Linked DNA regions of Mus musculus: region 2 is linked to region 1. The links are chromatin contacts, called in public Micro-C maps. All regions are on one chromosome and are shown on one strand. The core of a region is the stretch at or near the end of the contact, and the rest is flanking DNA. Distances in the headings are between cores, read along the strand shown.

Region 1 (3,391 bases), core at 620-3,119:
ACTGGAGTGGGGATTGTCCCTAAAGCTATTGCCCAGCTGTGGAATAAGTTCTAGCTGGGCTGCCTTGTTTTGCCTCAGTGGAAGAGGATGTGCCTAGCCCCACAGAGACTTGATGTGCCAGGGTAGGGGGATTCTCAGGGCATGCTTCACCCTCTCAGAGGAGAAGGGTAGGGTGAATTTAGGGAGGAATTTTGGGAGGGGGCAGCGATCAGAATCTAAAGCGAATAAATAAATGTTTTAAAACGGGGAAAAATGAAAAGTACAGTCATTTAATAAAAGATAAGGTATAGAGAGATTGATGTTGATCAAGGGCTTCTATATATGCCATTCTTGAGCTTGTACACACACACACACACACACACACACACACACACACGCAGAGAGAGAGAGAGAGAGAGAGAGAGAGAGAGAGAGAGAGAGAGAGAGAGAGAGAGAGAGACTGAGCCCAGAGATCCTGTTTAGATCATTGAGGAACTTGGAGTGTTTGGAGTAGCCCAAGAGGCCAGAAAATTGAATATATAAGACTTCAGTGGAAGTGTGTGTATATGTTCTCCCTATGGGGAAACTATAGACATTTTCAAGCTACAAAGTAGAAACGGAAGGGGAAGCTATGCTGAGGAGTCTGAATCAATGTGGCCATATTTCTTGGAAGGTAACATGATGAAATAGAAGAAAGTACGGACAAAAGACAGACAGAGCCTCTAGCAGAGGTTGGCCCTGGCAGAGGATGGAGAAGGCAGATCTTAGGGATCTTAGCAGAGGGAGTCCAGGACGGGGGGGGGGGCAGGTATTGAGGGTGAATGCTGGCTCAACCCTTTCCCCACATTAGACCTCTGAGAAGGGAGGCACAGAGACCGAAGACAGTCCACAGAGCCCTGTGTGGGGCTCAGTCAGAGGTTGGAGATGCATTACAGTTCAATTTGTAGAGGACTTGCCCAGGATTCAGGAAGCCCTGGTTTCCTCCCTAGTACTACAGAATCCTGGCATCGATGGTGCACAAGGTAACCCCAGCACTCAAAGGTGGAGGCAGGAGTGTTAAAGCTGTGGTCATCTACCACACAGAGAGTTTCAGGCCAAACTGCGATACATGAGGCCCTGTCTCAAAGTAAACGAGTAAATTTAACAAAAGGAAAATAGAAAAAGGGGAATGTCAGACTTAGTCGTGGCTTCCTGCTGTTAGGACACTGGTTAGAATTCAACGAAATATTTTATTTACATTTATGTGTGTGTGTTCTCTCCCTCTTTCTCTGTGTAGGTACTCTCTCTCTCTCTCTCTCTTTCTCTCCATGCATGCACACATGCAGTGCCATGGTGCATGTATGGAAATCAAAAGACAACTTCCAGGAACTGGTTCTAGAAATGTTGGGTCTGAGGATGGAACTAAAGTTGCTGGGCTTGGCTGCTGTCTCAACAGCTGATTCATTACTTTTCATCAGGACCTTTCCTGTATTCAACAAATTGATCAGGCAAAAATCCAAAAATGTGGCCATTTTCAAGCCTGTTGTTTGCTTTTCAATGTTTGTGGTGCCCCCCGCCCCAGAACCCTTCTCTGTGTGTGCACGTGCGTGTGCGTCCTCTCTGCCACCGAGTTCCTTCCGCAGTGTCTGGAGTGTTTTTAGGGTGAAAATCTGAAGGGCTTCCCTCTGCATATTCCTGGTCTCTGCAGCCTCTGCAGATCTTTCCTCCATTACCACTTGCATATCGAGGAATTTGCTACAGTAAGGTAAGGGTTTGTGAAACAAGCTTTATCGGGATCAGAAGGCTCCTGGGCAGAGCTCTCCAGTATTTAGACTAGGACCACTCTTCCTATATCATTGGCAGACAGTTGAGCATGCACGCCGTGGTCTGCTGCTTAGCGGGCAGAAAGCCTGGATTCCATCCGTTGCATGGTCTAAGCAGGTGCAGGTGTGTGGTCAGTGGAGAGCCTAGTAAGGCATCGGCCAGGGCCTACTAGGACAACTGACACCTCTCTACCCCATCTCATCGCGGAAGTGCAATTGAGTCTCAGTGTGCGGGCAAGAGAAGAAATGATTTTTTTTTAAAATTTACTACAATGAAATCTCAGCTGCAGGAAAGCTAGGACCAAAGCTTTCCTCCCCCCCCCGTCCCCCCTCCCCCGCATCCAACTTAACATTGTAAGCATTTTCCTTACAGCCTCCCAAAGTTTAAATATTAATTTGCCTGTAATTGGTGGAGAAAACAAACAAGCAATTAAAACCGCTACAGAACTGACTTTCTCTTTCCCGTGCCTGGCCCTTCCCTTTCATTTTGCTCCCACCGCCTAGAACTGGCTGTAAGACAATAGGACCCCAGGCTGTGTGGAATTCTAAGCCCCGCTTGCCTTAAAGCTACAATATGGATTTAATTTATATGCAAATGAAAGCAATAAAAAGGCAGACACTGTAGAAATTATAGGGTTCCCCCTCCCCTCCTTTTCTTAGGAGAGCACAAATCCTTTCTCTCCTCTTCCTAGGAAGACCTAATTATTATTGGTTCTCGCCACCCCCCCCCCCAACTCTGGGTGTAAACTGGGCCGTTTAAGGAAAACAATAGAATATTGGAGCATTCCGGGAATTTCACAGTCTGACTGTCTCCCCCCTCCTTCCCCCCAACAGGGCATGCTGGGGTTCTTCTGTTGACCAGCAGAACGCAGACCTGATCAAAGGCTACCGGAAGCCTTAAGTAGACCAAAATGGGGGCTCAAATATGCTAATGGCTGAGCTAAATATACTTTAATCCTGTTATAATACAAGGTAACTTGGAGGCAGGGAATGGGCCTGGTGGCTTTAGCCTGGATGGAGGGGCCCTCCCGGGGCACCCCTGTGAGTGTTGAATAGAAGTTGCTTCCTATTCTTTCTCTGGTTGGGGGTGGGGTGGGGGCTTCCTTCCTCAGATGCCCACACCAGCCCCGCCTGTCGCGTTTACAGAGTGTCAACAGTTGGGTGAGCAAACCTCCTCAGTGCTTAGATCAGTATCCTGTGACCTTCCACATTGAAGCACGCCATTCAGCCAAGCCTTCCAGCTGTTGCCTGAATGGGCGAGAGGTTTTTTTCTCATCTTCTTCTTTCTTCTTCTTTTTTAGAGTAGGGCATGGCTTAGGAGGACACTAGGCAACAGTTTTAAATTAGAACTTCCCCACCACCCAGAGCCAGGGGGAAGCCTAGCTACAGGGCTGGCAGATGTATTTTGGAATGGAGCTAAGCAGGCCTGGAGGGAAATGGGCTTCTCAATTCACTTTCTGGACCCAACATCAGTCTTCCTGCAGCCAAGGCCTTAGGCCACACCTTCTGGCAGCCTCAGCCTTATCTACTTTAGACACAGTTTGAGTTGGAAGATCTATGTCAGTTCTTACAGAGCCAGGCCTACTGCTGGTATCAGAAGGTTAAAAAAA
Region 2 (3,391 bases), core at 429-2,928, 440 kb after region 1:
CCCCAGAACCAGTGTGTGTGTGTGTGTGTGTGTGTGTGTGTGTGTGTGTGTGTGTGTGTGTCCTTATACTCTTATGAGGGAATAGAAAGCTTTCTGGACAGTTAGCCTGGTCTACTCCACAGTGAACATGAGACCTTCTCTTAAGCAAGATGGAAGGAGAAGACTGATGATAACCTAGGTTGTTAGCTGACCTCTACATGGGGTGGAGAAGTTTAAAAACCACAATAGACAACCCTCTCCAAATATTCACACACACACACACACACACATATGCTGACATGACCATGTTAGTTCTCCCACCAAAGGCATGGATTCTATCATGATTTTGTGGCATTCATATTATATTACAGCTGTATAAATCATCCTGCAGACAGTTGCACTGTTATTGAACTGACAGTTCTTAGGAGACATAACGAAAGCAATACCAGCATGTGTTTCACCACGGCCCCTTAGACACTGCACTTTACTCTTTCACAATCGGGAGAGGCAAAGTGTTGTTTGAAGTGTAACTGCAGTATGACCAGGTATGGAAATGGGAGGAACTAATACTAAGTAATGCAAGCCAGTGGATAAAAGCTGATTTGAACACTAGCAACTTCTTTATTTTTTAACCTTGATGTCTGTGTGTGATGAATTTGCGTGCGCTTTTGTGTGTGTGTGTGTGTGTGTGTGTGTGTGTGTGTGTGTGTGTGTGTGTAAGTCAGAAGACAACCTATGTCCTCCTAGTTTGAGCCAGTATCTTTTTGTGATGTCTAGCCTTGTAACATGCCAGGAAAGCCAGTCCACCAGCTTTGGGGGATTCTCTTGTCTGCCTCATGGCTGGTTATACAAATACTGTCCAGTGACTTATATGGGTCCCAGTGATCCGAACTCGGGTCCTCACACTTACACAGCAAGCACTCTACCAACTGAGCCATCTCTCCAGGCCTCTGGCAACTTCTGAAGGTGAGAGTGAAAGACAGGAGGATGTGAGGGCCCTGTTGCATCAACCTTGCCCAGTTCTGGGCATTCGTGAGTGCCTTCTAGTCTGAGGGTATTATTTGCCAACAGGCTTTCAGTGGTTCCAAACGAGCCCTGCGCTTATGGATTTTTTAGGTTGATGAAACCACACCTTGGAAAGGAAACAAGAATTTTGAAGCCATTCACCAAAGACCAAACACCCAATTTACAGACAGCCAGGGCAAGTCTTAGTGGGTTGTGTTTGCTCTTAAATAGTTGGCAGTGGAAATTACAATTTTCTTCAAAACAGCATTGAAGAAACCTTTCTGTTTCCACTTACTCCTACTCCTAAGTAGGACCTCACATACCGGCTTCTGTCCACCGTCCACCTTATACCCTAATAGGCAGACTCTTCTACCTCTGACCCCAGGAAATAGGAAGCAAGTGTAGTCTGTGTTTTGTTTTGTTTTGTTTTGTTTTGTTTTGTTCAAGGTTGCTCTCTCTCTCTCAGGCTCCAGTAACTGGTGAGAGCTATCCCTAGCCAGAGAAGTTGGAGTGGGTGGAGATTAGGAGTGGGTTGGGATGTGGGGGTGGGAATGGAGAAGCCTAGTGCTGCCTGGAATTCCAAAATGGGAAAGAGACCTCAGCTGCTTTCATATGGAAATTGGCCTGGAAGCTGACTTTGTCTCTGCACAGAACCCTAGCCAACACCAAGTTCAGTGAACCTAACACACTGTTCATTCAGCCATTGAAACCCAGCAGAGGAGCAGGCAGGGAAGGGAGGGTGGAAGGACAGAGGCTCCCCTTTCTTCTGGGCTTGGTTCCGGAGGAGGCCAAAAGAGAGTTTACCAGGGAAGCAATTTGAAGGCAAAAGTCCACTCTAAAGTGAAGGTGAGTTTGCACTGGCTGTAAGTGGAAGAAGGGGAGAAAAGAAATGGGGGTGGGGCGGGGGGTGTCCATGATCTGCAACTGACCTTGAATGGGTTAATGTGCTCAGTGTGTCCTAGAGAAGGAAGAGGCCTTGCTGGTAACCAGCTCCCGCAGAGGCACATCCCCACCCTTCAGAAGACCCTTAATGCGAACGTTAATGGTATTTCTCAGGTTTCCTCTGGACCAGTCTTTGCCGCTGCTGTGTTTGTTCCCAGCCTCACTCCGAGTCAAGGAAGCACCTGAATCCACAAGAGGCTAATGCACTTCTTAGATACTTTTTTGGGGGAGACAAGTTTCCTGTCTTTTGTCCTTGATTTATTATTGCTTTTATTTGTTCTCCTCCATTTAGTTCATTTTATTCTGATTTTAAAAGAACAGCTCGCAGGCCCTCCTATTTTCATGGAAATTGCTCAGCAATAACAATTTCAGATAGCTCGCAGAAGAATAGTCATCATGCCAGGGCCAGTTCACCCAAGATGCTTTGCAGGCATTTCACATAACAATTTACTAATTAATGGCAAATTAAATGGAATTTAGTAAGAAGAATCAGAGGTTAGAGTGCCGGTATATATTATGTATAAAAAAGGTATGCAAATATCTTCAGCCCATTTGTGGTTCATAAGTGGGAAATAATAGCTTTTCTGCTCAGAACCCTCACAGACAGGAGGGCTGTTGCATCGAGGCAGAACTTCAAATTACATATAATTCTAATTTTTTAACAGTTTCGTTGATTATACATTGTGCCTCCATTTTCCAGATACAATGAACTTAGTCTTCCTTGTTTTAATAGTTTAGAGTTATGGAAAGTCACCTATACTTTGCTGCTTATATTAACTGCATATTGAAGGCTAGAAGTCATGTTTGGGAAAGTTTTTACTATTGACCTAGTTAGCTTTGATTGTCGACTTGGCACAACCTAGGAGCCTCAGATAGGATTAGCTTATGGGAGGTCTGTGGGGAGTTTTCTTGATTGTTAATTGATTTAGGAGGGGCAAGCTCACTTTGGGCAGCACTTTTACCTGGGCTGGTGGCCTTGTGCTGGGTAAGAAGTCTAGCTAAGCATGAGCTTTCGAGCCAGCAACCAGGTTTTCCAATGGTCTCTACTTCATGTTCCTGTTTGAGCTCCTGTCCTGACTTCCCTCAGTGATGGACTATGACCTAGAAATATAAACTCAATGAATCCTTTCTTCTCCTAAGTTACTTTTAGTCAGAGTGTTTTACCACAGTGACATAATAAAACCAGAACGATCACTGATTCCAATCTCCTACAGTAGATCCAGTACATACTGGAAAACTACAGGCTTTCTGCTTTTGTAAATAAAGCTTTATTGGAATACAACTACATGCATTTATTTGTAGCTTGCTCAGGGCTGCTTTTGAATCACTAATGCCACGTATATTTGAAGCACATAATGACTGCAACATTTCTAATCTGGCCTTTAGTATATAAAACTTGCAACTTGTTTCATAGGTAAAAGTGGAGAGCGAGAATATTTATAGTGAAGAGCAAATAAAACATTTT

What was found. A called contact is a pair of places that touch in the nucleus more often than the background predicts.
Region 2: a Micro-C map of embryonic stem cells shows a contact between it and region 1, with 3 times the contacts expected there. The contact joins the promoter of Celrr here to the enhancer-like site in region 1. A contact is called at or near these places in 1 of 39 promoter capture datasets (embryonic stem cells), 2 of 484 Hi-C or Micro-C datasets (embryonic stem cells and nephron progenitors), 9 of 115 datasets of contacts at active chromatin or transcription factors (bone marrow-derived dendritic cells, embryonic basal ganglia, embryonic fibroblasts and 3 more) and 1 of 9 other capture datasets (embryonic stem cells).

The regions. Positions count from the first base shown.
Region 1 is chr1:120,641,717-120,645,107 of GRCm38.p6, forward strand. It overlaps a transcript of 2610027F03Rik not described here. Among named protein-coding and RNA genes, the nearest start is that of Gm34352, 27 kb to the left of the region's middle. Within about 2 kb of position 1,870, at least 24 of the 459 cell types and tissues checked have an H3K27ac peak or open chromatin away from gene starts, as enhancers often do. A contact at or near this core is called in embryonic basal ganglia and embryonic stem cells, where this site is marked.
Region 2 is chr1:121,085,727-121,089,117 of GRCm38.p6, forward strand. Celrr (cerebellum expressed regulatory RNA) reads left to right here and starts at 1,679. Exons shown (of 3, transcript NR_110450.1): 1 at 1,679-1,830.